2 separate regions of the Zea mays genome follow, and region 2 is linked to region 1. The links are chromatin contacts, called in public Hi-C maps. All regions are on one chromosome and are shown on one strand. Each heading gives the region's core, a stretch centred on a gene start, on an enhancer-like site or on the middle of the called end of the contact. The rest is flanking DNA. Distances are from core to core; before and after follow the strand shown. Region 1 holds the start of LOC100283793 (fiber protein Fb15). Region 2 holds the start of LOC100281064 (B-box zinc finger family protein).

Evidence for each region. Hi-C and Micro-C count contacts between places; a contact is called where the count stands out from the background.
Region 2: a Hi-C map of ear shows a contact between it and region 1, with 2.3 times the contacts expected there. The contact joins the promoter of LOC100281064 here to the promoter of LOC100283793 in region 1. A contact is called at or near these places in 5 of 25 Hi-C or Micro-C datasets (ear, endosperm, leaf and 2 more).

The regions. Positions count from the first base shown.
Region 1 is chr5:89,432,008-89,438,642 of Zm-B73-REFERENCE-NAM-5.0, forward strand. LOC100283793 (fiber protein Fb15) reads left to right here and starts at 4,507. Exons shown (of 2, transcript NM_001156692.1): 1 at 4,507-4,973. The coding sequence starts at 4,663. The coding sequence ends at 4,938. LOC100383870 (Putative clathrin assembly protein) reads right to left here and starts at 4,235. Exons shown (of 15, transcript NM_001176499.1): 1 at 4,060-4,235; 2 at 3,896-3,965; 3 at 3,678-3,775; 4 at 3,434-3,572; 5 at 3,208-3,335; 6 at 3,008-3,100; 7 at 2,853-2,903; 8 at 2,670-2,735; 9 at 2,515-2,580; 10 at 2,351-2,431; 11 at 2,188-2,259; 12 at 1,954-2,112; 13 at 1,790-1,868; 14 at 1,521-1,636; 1 more. The coding sequence starts at 4,140. The coding sequence ends at 974. It overlaps LOC100382404 (Core-2/I-branching beta-16-N-acetylglucosaminyltransferase family protein), which reads left to right. Exons shown (of 11, transcript NM_001175148.1): 11 at 216-711. The coding sequence ends at 344.
Region 2 is chr5:89,679,384-89,685,512 of Zm-B73-REFERENCE-NAM-5.0, forward strand. It overlaps LOC100281064 (B-box zinc finger family protein), which reads right to left and starts at 4,672. Exons shown (of 1, transcript NM_001153983.2): 1 at 3,491-4,672. The coding sequence starts at 4,343. The coding sequence ends at 3,663.

The sequences.
Region 1 (6,635 bases), core at 3,257-5,756:
TGACACTTAATTCCAATCACTAGCCGGTATGCGGAAGAATGTCCTACTCAAATAATTCAGCAGATTTTGAACTTGGAAAATACTGTATCCATTGCATCTATCTTAGCTGGCATGCTGAAGAATGTCCCACTCAAATAGTTTAGCAGATTTTGAAATTGAAAATACTATATTGTAGCATTTTTGTTGAATATTGATGTATTGCCTCTTCATCGCAGAAAGTTGTGACACAGACCCCATGTATGTGGAATGGAACAAAAAGACCCTGCTATCTTTTTGCTAGAAAGTTTTACCCAGAATCTTTGAACAACCTGCTGAAGCTATTCTCCAGTTACACATCGGCTTGAGTTCTACATGATTCTTTTGGCATTTTGCCTAGGAGATTCCTCTAGGATTTATCTTTTTGTGCTTCATGTAAATTGTGGAATTGATACTTAGAGGCTTAACAGAGTTACAGATCCAGGGCCTTGATGTAATTCTGAGTCCCTTGGTAGGGCTGAGGTGATGTTTGTTTATTATTGACGCTGCCCTCCCTGTCATTCGTGGTGCTCTCTGTATGACTATGTTTCTTTTAGCCCTTCACTTTTTTCTCTTCTCTTTTATTCTTAGATTCCTAGCTCCCATATTCTGAGTAACAGGGGTTTTGTCAGTTCTTACTGTTATTATAAGATTATTTTTTTGTAGACACGAAGATATTATGAAATCAGTTACACTAATAGTTTAACCTGGTCTTGTGAGTTACAGTGACAGTTTTACTCTTGTGATGAGTATGACAGCATGGTTACATTATAGTACACCGGAACTTCTAGTTCATTAAAAACTATTCAGCATAGTACTGGTACTAATGTTATATTTCAAGATTTGGATATTGCAAAAGAAAGACAATATACAACACCTCCACTTAGCGAAGGAACAAGTGCTGTACAGGTTTGCTGCTCTACCAATTGAATGATCAGACTCAGAAGTAGCAACCAGTTCAGAGAAAAACTGAGTTGCTCTGTTTTGCAGGAGCACCCATTGGGGCAAGGTCACTGAAAGGATCACCAAATGGGTTCGAAGCTCCAGATGTAGGCACAGAGTACTGATACTGGTGGTGATACATGTTTGGCATTGGCATTGCCAACGTCTGTTGATGCTGCTGAAAATACTGCTGCTGCTGTGGCTGGAAATACAGCTGCGCCTGGTAATACTGCTGCGCCTGGTAATACTGCTGTTGGTTCTGAGCCATCAGTGCCAACTGCACATTAGCCGGTGGTGCAAATCTGCTAGACATGGTGAACGGATCGCTGGCATTGGTGCAGAAAGGGTTGGCTGCTCCTAGGCTACCGGTGTAGGTCGCGCCGGCGATCTGCTGCCTCCTGGCCTCGTCTTCGTAGAGGCTGTCAAGTAGCAGCTTGTCAAAGCCTCCAGCCTGTTGATCAGATGAAATTCTATGTATAAGTGATTTTATCTCTGGGTTACTCTGAATTTGCCCCCGAGGTGGATATCTGAAAAGCAGATTTTAGAGCAAGGACTGTGCATACCAAGTTGGTCTCAACTGCTTGGCTTGTATGGGTGCTTGGAGCATTGACCAGTGCCAGCTCCCACCCAGACGAATTGACATCAAACATACTTTGAGATGCTGGCGGCTTGTAGTCACCTACAACCAAAACCAGAACAAAAAAAAAAACTCATGGTATTTCCGTCTCATTTCATCACTTAATAGCAGCAATGCAGATTCAAGGATTATTTGACAGTTTGGTATTCAAACTGTGCCAATAATATTACAACTAGTACTTGTGATATACGATACCTGGTGCTACAATAGCGAGTGCCAATGCATTGCTTTGTTCGAGTTCCAGAGCCGAAGGATTCACCTCTGCTTCCAGGTTCTGCACACACGCAAACCCAAGAACATAAAGCCATTCGGATATACATACACTAGAGAAGTGAATCAGGTAAAAGATTGGAGAATACTAGTAGATCTCCAGTCGTTTGCTGTGGGTGGGGTTCTGGATCAGGCACAGGCTGAGGTTCTGGTTTTTGACTCGGTTCTTCTTTCTCCTCTTCCACAGCATTTTCGGGTTCCTCTGGAGCTTCTTGCTCGTAGGTCAGTAGCTTCGGCTCCTCGCTCTCCTGCTTTTGCAGCATCAAGAGAGTCACAAAACAGAGCAGATCCAGTACTTGTTTCTCAAAAGGAGATGCGCTCACCTCACTCTTGATCGAGGGTCGGGGTGCTTCTCTGATGTACTCTTCCATCGTTGCAAGAAACGATGCGGGTGGCTGCAGAACAGTCGTGATGACTGATGAGCACATACTCTAACAACTCTAAATCAAGACGGCAATATCAAGATGTAGAGATAAAGTAACTAACCTGCCTGAGAGTAGGAAACTGGAACGTCCTGGCAAGCTCAAGCTGTTTGCAGAAGTCATAGAACTCGGCAAGGTTCTCTGCCTGTGAATGGATTTGACAGACCAAAACTACTTTATTCTGAGAACTATTTGGTAAGATCGGCATGCCAAGAGAAATTTACATACCTGCAGGCCAGCTCGTTTGTAAATCGCCAGAGCGTTGATTGCGTCGTACTTCGGCATTTCGAAGAACTGGATCAGACCGGCCAGAGCAAGAAAATTATCATCACGATTCGGCGACAAAGAAAACCATGGTTCATGTGGTAGAATTGCTACTTTACCATATCGACGAGATTGATGATGCCATCGTTAATTGAGCAGTAGATCTTGAAGCTCTCCTTCAGAACCTAAAGATCGCAAGAGCTGGATAAGAGAGAGCTAGTAGAACACAAAATATCTTGCAAGCAAGATGGGGAATGATTGGCAAGAAATGAGATGTCTGCAGTTGCAGGCTTGCAGCTTACCAGGGCTAGTGCGTACTGAATAAGGTAATTTGAGCAGGCAGCGCCTTCAGGCTGGAATTGACAAAGAAGGGGGTAACTAGTGCAACAGGCATTCAACAAGCAAGCTTAAACAACTTATTAAGAAAGCCTAGCAGGAGAGGTTTGGCGTGTCAGACCTGGACGCCGACAACCCTGAAAAGCAGCTGCTGCAGTGCAGGCAACTGCTCCAAGAGTTCCGGGCTAGGCAGGGTCCTGGTTTTACTATGTACCTGTTTTTTTTTTCAGGATGACGGAACATGTACACAGCCATAAGACGAAAAGTCTCTACACCATCAAAGTGCCGTGCATCAAATTTCAGAAGACAGAAAAAGAGGACCTTGCTGGAAGTCTGGGGATATCTGACGAGACGCTCGGTTTCGATGTCGTATCTGAGAACCCTGAGGCACTCGAGCCGTTCCTCCAGGAAGCATCCATAGGCGCGAATCCATGCGGAGCAATCCCAAGCTGACAAGTCAAGGATGGATGGATTGGTTCATCATTCGGCAGGGCAACGGAAATTACAGAGACTCCCAGCCAGCAGGATGGTAGTACAAGAAACTCGCCTGACTGGCTCGAGTCGTCCTTGAAATTGGCTATGTGCAAGATGTTCCCTCTGGATGAGTAGGCCAGGAACTCTTCCTTGAACATGGGATCGCCCTCCCTCAGAAGCCTATGCACCACTATCAATGTCTTGAGCGCAACCTGTGACGCGAACGTTGGATATGCGTTAGTTAAAACCATGGGTTCGACACATGGCGCGGTCGAAGGAATCATCAGTAAAAAGTGGCAACGAGGAAGAACACGCACTATCCAGTTCTTTGTCTTGGACAATCTCCTTGACAATGCGTATATGCAGTACGAGAGGTCTGCGCGAGGGCGGTTTGCTGAGGTCGCCAAGAGTATTTCTGCGCCGCAAGACGAGAATCAGAATGCCACACAAATTGGGGGTGGGGTGGGGGGTGGGACAGGAAGGAAGATCCATCCAATGTAGAAGACGGAGGGGGGACAGGATGACTAGTACTCACTTCTGACGTGCCGTTCCTTGGGAGGGCATTCAACATGGTTGGTTGCCTTCACAATTGCAATATCCAATTCCTTTTTTTTCCCAGACAAACAGAGAGGGCATCAGACAGACAGTTGGTGAGAACTCGGAATCCACGGTAACCGGATCGCGATCGCCATGGCTCACCTTGAATTCGCTGTTGACCTTGGCGAGGCCGACCTTGGTGGAGTCCTTGAGGGCGCCGTAGGCCTTGCGCCACGACCCCATCAGGCCGTGATCACCCAACCCACGATGCGCCCTCTTCGTCCTCTCTCACCTCGCCTCCTCCCTCCCTCCTTCCAATCTCTAATGCCACCTCGCCGCCACCCCCTGCTGCTTCCCCCCATACCTGCACGCCTTCCCACCGCACACCTCTCTCGCTAATTTTAGCCTGCGGTTGGTGGCGGTGGTCCAGCAGAGGGAGAAAGAGAGGGAACGAGGGATGCCTTGCCGCCATTTGTATCTGCCCGAACCGGTATGCGTGGGATGTGGGAGGGAGGAGGACGAAGACAGACGCGCTCCGCCGTCTCTGCCTTGTGGGCCTTACGTGGGCCTCATGGCTTAAAATGCCATGCCCCAGCAACTACACGAGTCAACACAGGCCCGGCCCGGCCCGGCCCGGCCCAAGAACCCCCATCTCTCGATTCCTCCAACAAATTCCCCTTTCCCTTACTCCCCATCCCCACCCACCCACGCCGACGAGCAAACCCTAGCGAGCGAGAGAGCCCGGAGCCGAGAGACCAGCCAGCCATGGCGCTGCGTGCCCTGTACAACGAGATCCGGAGCATGAAGGTCCGCGACGTGCCGGCTTACCTGAAGCCGCGCTTGACCTGGGACAACGTCAAGAAGAGCGCCGACCAGGCCGTCGACCGCTACATCGAGAAGTACATCGACACGAGCTCGCCGGACCCTCTCTACCACGTCTGCATCGGAGGGATGATCTTCTCCTACTTCGTCAATCTGCCCTGGGAGCGCGCCCACCTCGCCCACCTCGAGGAGATGGAGAGGACCGGTGGGAAGCACTAGATCCGCTGCCCCGTCCCTCGCCGGCAGCGCGGGAGGTGAGTCCGCGGCTCCCTGTCTCTCCTTTCCCAATAGTATCCGATCTGGCCGTGGCTGGCGCACCGCGGATCGCTCCGATCCGATCCGACCAGCTTGCTCTCGACTAATTGCATCTGGATGGACGAGTTCAAGCCTTGCACATTCGGCACGCGATAGGCCTTAGTGCAGAGCATTGCTGGCTATAGATCGGTGTGTTTGTTGTGATTAATATTTGCCTACGGCCGCTAGTTTTACCGATGATTATTTGCTTGTGTTTGTGCAATGTAGTGCGCCTTTCCCTAGAAATTTTGAGCTATCCTTCGCACCCATTCTGCTCGCAAGGGGTGCAGGGATTCAGTTGACGATGAATGCAGGCAAATTTAAATCGGGTGTTCATGGATTGCAGTCTTTAAAAAATATTCATGTATTGCATCTAACTATTGGCTTGTGATCACATTTTTTTATTGATCGTACTGCTGTAGTTTTGTTTATCTATATTGTGTGTACCTGCTCAGGAAACTCAGATGTGTGACTGTCATATCACAGCGCAACAATGGATTCCTGCTTAACAGATCTGTCTCCTTAATTCACTTCGAATTTGTGCTACTCGTCTTGTTGAGTGTAAAAGTCTGAGTCAACATCTGGAGATATGTGAAATGGTTAGTTAGCAAATAGGTTTACTGCTTTGTTGAAGAAGCCTTATGAAAACTTACTATTTCCAGCAATTTGATTCCAGTTTTTTTGTTTGACTTCCAACAAATGTACCATTGACCTGTAGGGCTCTGTCTGTGGAAGTGAGAAAATATATCTGTTTCTAAGGCCCTGTTTGGAACCTTTAGAGCTAGCTGCTAAAATTAGTTGTAGATGTTCCAAACACCCTCAGCTAATACCCAGCTAATTGTTAGCTAACCCATAGCTAATAATTAGTTCATTAGCTGGTTCAACCCAGCTAATAATTTGTTAGCTAGCTAACAATTAGCTCTATGGGTTCCAAACAGGGCCTGAACCAAATAGCCAAATTGTGTTTGAACTCGAGCTTTGTGTCATAGGGTATAGAAGCTTGGTGTGGCCCGCTTTGTATAGGGGACCTAAACGCTGCCCATTACACAACAACAACAACAAAGCCTTTTTGTCCCAAACACGTAGGGGTAGGCTAGAGATGAAACCCCATATGAAAACCTCAGAGCTCAACCCCCAAAGAAGAGAAAAGGGAGACAAAGGCAAAGGAGAACCGAAAAACGACGAAACGGGGAAACACATAAAAAGAGATAAAACCCACAAGAACCAGCAAGATCTAAAGGGGCACAAGAGAAGGTCAAACGATTAAGGAGGAAAAGCGAAACTACAAATCAGGGTTCTGGCATGTGAATTGCACACTTCCACCCCTTCCTATCCACGACGAGCTCTTTATCAATATTCAACTCCTTCAGGTCCCTCTTCACAGCCTCTGTCCACGTCAAGGTTGGTCGACCTCTACCTCTCTTCACATTCTCGGGACGCCTAATTATTCCGATATGCACTGGTGCCTCTTCAGGTCTTCGTTGGATATGTCCAAACCATCTCAAACGATGTTGCATAAGCTTCTCCTCAATTGGCGCCACTCCTACTCTCTCCCGTATATCATCATTCCGGACTCGATCTCTCCTTGTGTGGCCACATAGCCAGCGCAACATACACATCTC
Region 2 (6,129 bases), core at 3,422-5,921, 250 kb after region 1:
CCCCCTCTCTCTTTCGCAAACTTAGGCCCCCGACCCCAACTCCGGCGAACACCGGTCGATCACCGCGCAAACCCGCCGGCGACAACCCTCTCTGACGAGGGCAAACATACCCACGCAACCCCCGAACCTAAACTACCATAACCCCTTGGTTAATCGGACCCTAGTGACCAAGATTTCTTCTGACCACGGCGGCGGCGGTCATGATGAACCGGCGACGGTGTCCCCAAGTTCTAGGTGTGGTAGAGTTCAATTGAGGAGCATGGGTAGAATCAGTGACTCACCCCAACCACGGTGCTCACGCGATTTTGCTCGGGCATCCACTGAGGCAGTCGGTCGACGGAGAGCTAAGACACGTGGCATTGCCCGACGGCGAGACCATCGTTTCGGTGAACTACAAGCGATAGAGTTCAAAAGGAAGACTCGGTGAGCATCACGGATACACAGGGATCACGAAACACGAGCAAGGCGGACAAGTTACCCCTTAGAAAGAGCTAGCCGCGGTGAAGGGCCAAAACGACCGGCATGGTCACCAGACATAGGGAGGACTTCGCGCACAGACTTGGACAAAGCAACAAGATGACCGAGGTGGCTGGGGGGTTAACACGGACGTAAAGAATAGTGAACAAGCCATTGGAGCAATGGGAGCACGGACATAGCAAGGTTCAGTTTGTACCCAACTACAATGGCATGGAGTCAAAAGAACTGAATTCCCATGATTTTTTTGGGGCTTAACATAGAGGGAAACAAGGCTAGCACATCCAACTTCTCTACTGCATGGTCATCACGCAAGGGCAAGGGCATAGGGAGGTGAATGACAGGGAGCCAATAGTAGTCGGCCAGGGAGAGACAGAGAGCACATTTACAGGATAGATTTCACCCCTTCAATGCTATCCCTAGGGCAGTGAAGTTTATCCCAAGTTACCCCCTCCCCCAAGCTCAAGTTTCACTTATCTGCTATACACCAGAAGCAACTAGAGATGGTAGTGGAGGGAGATCTTTTTCAGATATTTGCAACTCAACTCTGAACCCACACAATTCGACTGCAGTACCAGGTTTATCCCTTCTTTTCTCCAGTTCTGGATAAGGACGGACCACTCTCATTACACCAACCTTGTTCACCAAGCCACAAAAAAGGTCTAAACATGGCTACAAATCACTGAAATTCAGGACAACTAACGAGTTAAGTCTGAAACTCAGAGTCTGACAGCTCCACTTTGGATAGGTTATTCACCTAGTTCCATATGGTTTTATGACTAAAGTAGCTAACCAAGTTTGTACTCCTATTGAAGCTCTACAAGTTTGCCATAATGACTATCAGCCAAAACCTTATGGATTTAAAACTACAAAGGCTCAAAGTTAGCTAGTTGGCACTGATTTTCAGTTCTCCAAATCTGAGCCAAATCTGAATTTTGTAAATTACCCCAAATTTTTCTACAAAACTTGAAATTCTCTAAACATGAAAGTTATTTAGTTTTATAAACTCTACAGCTTTGATATTTTGACTTTTGACCAAATATGGCTAGATCACAAAATTCACTTTTGGCTCTAAACTAGGGTTTCTAAAATTGAGTTTTCCATTCCCTACTAAACATAACATCACACTTAATTTGATCTTTATCCTAGTGAATGCATTCTAAGTGTAACACGACAAGATGATGCTAGTGCACATGATGACATGTTAAGATTTTAGTTGTCGTAACACCAGGGGTGTTACAGTTTGAGAGAAGAGAAGGGTTCAAAAAGACCCGAGCTACGTGACATCCTCAACGGGGAGTAGATTCTTTGAAATTGAACCTCGGTAAATAAATTGCCGTGTTCATTTGTGTGATCATTTACTTTACGATTCGATTCTTCCTCTCCCCTCTCTCTAGTTCTCTTGCTTGTGATCGTTCTAAGTTTGCTCCCAAAATAACCCGTAATTGATTGAGCAACTCTAAGTAAGAAAAACTTCTCTTCCTTAAATGGGCCAAATATCTGGGCAGGGGCGGCCTTGTCTGGGTGGAGTTATACGTGTACAAATGGGTCGCCTCGTCCGACCTGGTGATAGAGATGTCCAAATGGGCCGTGCCCGTCGGGCGGCCCGTGGCACGGCACGGTTTTGGCCCGTCACGAACACGGCATGACCCGTTAGTCGGGCCGGCCTTGGGCCGCTGCCGTGGCACGCCGTGCCGGCCCGAGCACGGCCCGGTTTTTTTATTTTATTTTCCAGTGCATTTATTTGTATATTAGAAACAACTTTAATAGTTTAGACACAAAAAAAGTTTGGTTTAGTTGGCTAGAGTGGTGTAGCTAAGCATTTTAAACCCTCCAACCAAGGTTCAAATCCTAGCAAAGCTTATTTTTAGTCTGTTTTTTACTTATTTTTCTTCCCACCCGGTCAAAGCACGGCGGGCCTTAACGGGCTGCGGGCCGGTCCGGCACGACCCGTCAACCTAACGGGTCGAAACGTGCCGGGCCGAAGGCGGGCCCGTGTCGGGTCAGCACGGCCCACCCATTTATACATCTCTACCTGGTGAAGCTCGTACCGCCAGACACGGTTGGAAAATTAGGTTGAGCCTTCCAAGCCCGCATGCTCATTTTCTTGCATAGACCTAAACAGATCGGCCCGATCCGGTGAGCACGAAAAAAGCCAATCGAAAAACGGGCTAAATGGACCGGACGGAACTAGCACGTCGGACTCATTTTTCTGTTCGGGCTCGGTCCGCTTATTTGTGGCAGGCCAGTCCGAGCATATATAAATCGGGCCGAGCCGGGCTCTTACCCGGTAAAAAAAGGGGCTTCTCGTGCTTCCTGTAGGTGGAGTGTCCGTCCGGCGGGTGATTTCCCCGCTCCGCCCTAGCCTTACGCGCGTGCGGACTAGAGTGGACAGAGCGACCGAAGCGAGTCACGCCGCGGTCTGCTTGGCCGTCTACCGCACGCTCGCGGTGTGCGATGGCGATGGCGAGTCGCCGACGCGTTCGGTGTCTCGAGCTGTGAGGCCCCCTGCGCGAGCGGGTGGTTCCACGCTACCGCCCTGCGCACGCACACGCGTTCTCACGAGGATCAGAGACGAGCCGTGGCCCGTGGCCGTTGCTGTTCAACTGTGTCGCAGTTACCAAATTCGAAGAGCACGCCGCAACCACTACGTCGAAACGAGCGGCAGCGGACAAGGTTGGACGAACTCCTGGCCTGGGTGACAGACGACAGCGACTCCTTTTTCCCCCCTTAAAAAAAAGCATGGCTGAGAGAGAGAGCATCCGGAAGAAGGCCTTGCCGCCGAAGCTAGCACACACGGTCCACATGTGGTTTTTAGTCCCGATTAACAAACAACTTTGATGCGCGCGCATTGGGCAAAGAAAATATCCAGCCAATGGCCCAATGCGCCCCCACCAGGCCACCACAGCATCGTCCCAGACCACATGAGTGTATGTTGTGTAATCAAGTCAAATCAAATCGGCTTGACGAGAGGCAGCCAACCAGCCACACGATCAATCCCTTGGACCCTCGCTCGTACGCCTACGATATATTTATTTGATTAAGAAGAAAAAGAACAAACAAACAAACGTCGCCCACACGTTGTTACATTTTTCTCCCGAGTCTATCTCGGAGGTCCGGCTCGGTACACAGTGCAGGTGCAGCGGCGGCACGGCAGCAACGGACGTGGGCCCGTCTGGATCAGGAACTCAGGAGCACTCGGCCCATCCCTCCTCGTGGTCCTCCTGCCGGGCGTCCGGCCGGCGCGCCATCCACGACGCGGCGGTCAGCACCAGCCGCGCCGGCACGTGCGCGGCGGCCTCCAGCCGCTGGAGCAGCGAGGCCTCCTCCCCTCCATTGCCTCGGCACCCGGCGGCGACCTCCGACCAGAGCGCGCCGGCCATCCCGACGCGGAGCGGCACGCGGGCAGCGGCCACGCCCCGGCCGAGCGCCCGGAGCGCGGCGGCCGCCGCCGCGGCGCGCCGGCGCGCCGGCCCCGCCGCGAACCCCATCCGCTTGGCCCACCCCTCCAGGACCGCCTCCGCGCGCGGCCGCCGCGCACGAGCCGGAGCCCTCCTCCCCGCCGTCCTCGAAGGGCACGGAGCCGGTGCCGTGGCGGCCGACTCCGCGGAGTCGGCCGTGGACACGCAGGAGGAGCCGCTGGACGCGGCCGACGACGCCTCGGGGTCGGCGGCCCGGCGCGGCACCAGGCGCCGCCTCACGTGCCTGGACGCCAGGAAGTTGGCGCCGTGCACCTTGGCGTCGCAGCGCAGGCAGAGGAACGCCGAGTCCGCGGCGCAGTGCACGGCCGCCGCGCCCCCGCAGAGCTCGCACCGCGTGCCGGTGCCGTGCTTCTGGCCCGCCGCCGCGGAGTCACGAGCAGCGCCCATTCCCGACGTCCTCCCGCTTCCTGCCTCCTCGGACTTCGGAGCCTTGGTGTTCGTCGCCCTCGTCGGTCGTAGTCCTCCGGCCTCTGCGCGCGGAGCTGGTGCCTGGTGGTTTGCAGCGGATGATGAACGGATCGCCTGTACCGGGAGCGCCGGACGACACGCGGCCGGCTTATATGCAGGTCTCCGCGCGCGAGGCGTTTCGTCCTTCGGCGAAACCGGCCGGCGGTACAAGTGGCGAGTCGGCGCAAGCCTGGGGCCTGGGGGGTGGAATGGAAACCGTGGGCGCGGAGCCGCGGACGGAGGCTTCGGCCGGGAAGCAGCGTGGCTCTGGAGGCTTTAGGCCGCGCGTATGGCCGGCATTTAAAGGGGCCCCGCCCAGCTCACAGCCCGCGGCCGAGGCTGGTAGTGGCCGATGGCTACTGACCGTGGGCTGGTCGTGCTCACTCGCCGGCCACCACACGTCCACACATATGTACTCGTACTCCCTCCTCCGTCTCTGCCTCGTTGACTGTCGCAACGAAATGAGTATTGATCAATTTTTATTAAATTTGACTAACTTTGTAAAAAAAATAGTAGACCTCGTTTAGATCTTTATAGTAAAAAAAATAAAAAACGATAAATTTCAAAATAAAATAGTCCAGTCTATTAAGTATATTTCAAATCCTCCAAAATGAAACGATTCAAACGTCGGTGGTCTATGTAATAATTTCAATTATAGGCCCTGTTGGGATCTAAAGGCTAGAGCTAGTTTGGGAACTAGCCCAAAAGTAGCCAAACAGGAGGGCTAGAGCCAGTTTTTTGCAACTAGCCCACCCAAAAAACTCTCCGCACCAAGGGGTGATTATTGGGGCTAGTTTGTTGGAAGGCCCATCAAAATCCTTTTTTCTCTCTTATCCTTCCGCACGGGATCCGCATGTTCCTGGGTCCGTTTCTTTTCTTCGATACGCAGGGAAGGACCGGCGTCGCCGTCCTCGAGCAGGTCAGCCGTCGCCTCCCTCCGTTCCCTCAGCCTCCTCCCTCTTTTCTTGATCCATGAAAAGGTAGTGGAGGGGCACGGCTGGCCACATTGGAAAGAACAGGAAAACAACGGATTTGTTTTGGCTAATTTCTTATTGAATGCATTTTAGACTATTGTAATTTACTAATTTATCTACTGTGATTGGCTCATTTTGTTACTGCATATGCAGACTCACCGTTGCCATGGACGGCGATGCCTTCGACCTCAACTCGCAGGCGCCGGACACATATCAAGGTTGTGGTTGATAAGAGTAAGAGGATTCCATATTTGAACAGGCACAATGAGACCAGTCAAAATGTGCTTGTTGTTTGTGATTTTAACATGAGATTTACCTTTGTGTTGTCGGGATGGCCTGGTTCAGCACATGACATGAGAGTTTTCAAAGATGCCATAACTACTCATCACCACAAATTTCCACATCCACCACCAGGTTTTCTTACTTCACCTTTCTTGCAACAATTTTAAACCAATTAAACTAGTTCATCTAAGTCTCATCGTTTACCTTTCAAAATATGTAGGCAAGTATTATGTGGTTGATGCGGGTTACCCAAATCGTCCGGGATACCTTTCACCATACCGGTGTACAAGGTACCATGTCGAGCAATGGCATAACGGCCCACCGCCCCAAGGTATGAAAGAAGTCTTCAACCATGCACATGCCAAAGTTAGAAATGTGATAGAAAGAAGTTTTGGAGTGTTGAAGATGAAGTTTAGGATTTTGTTGAACATGCAAAGATTTCCAGAGGACAAGTGAAAGTCGCCTAGAGG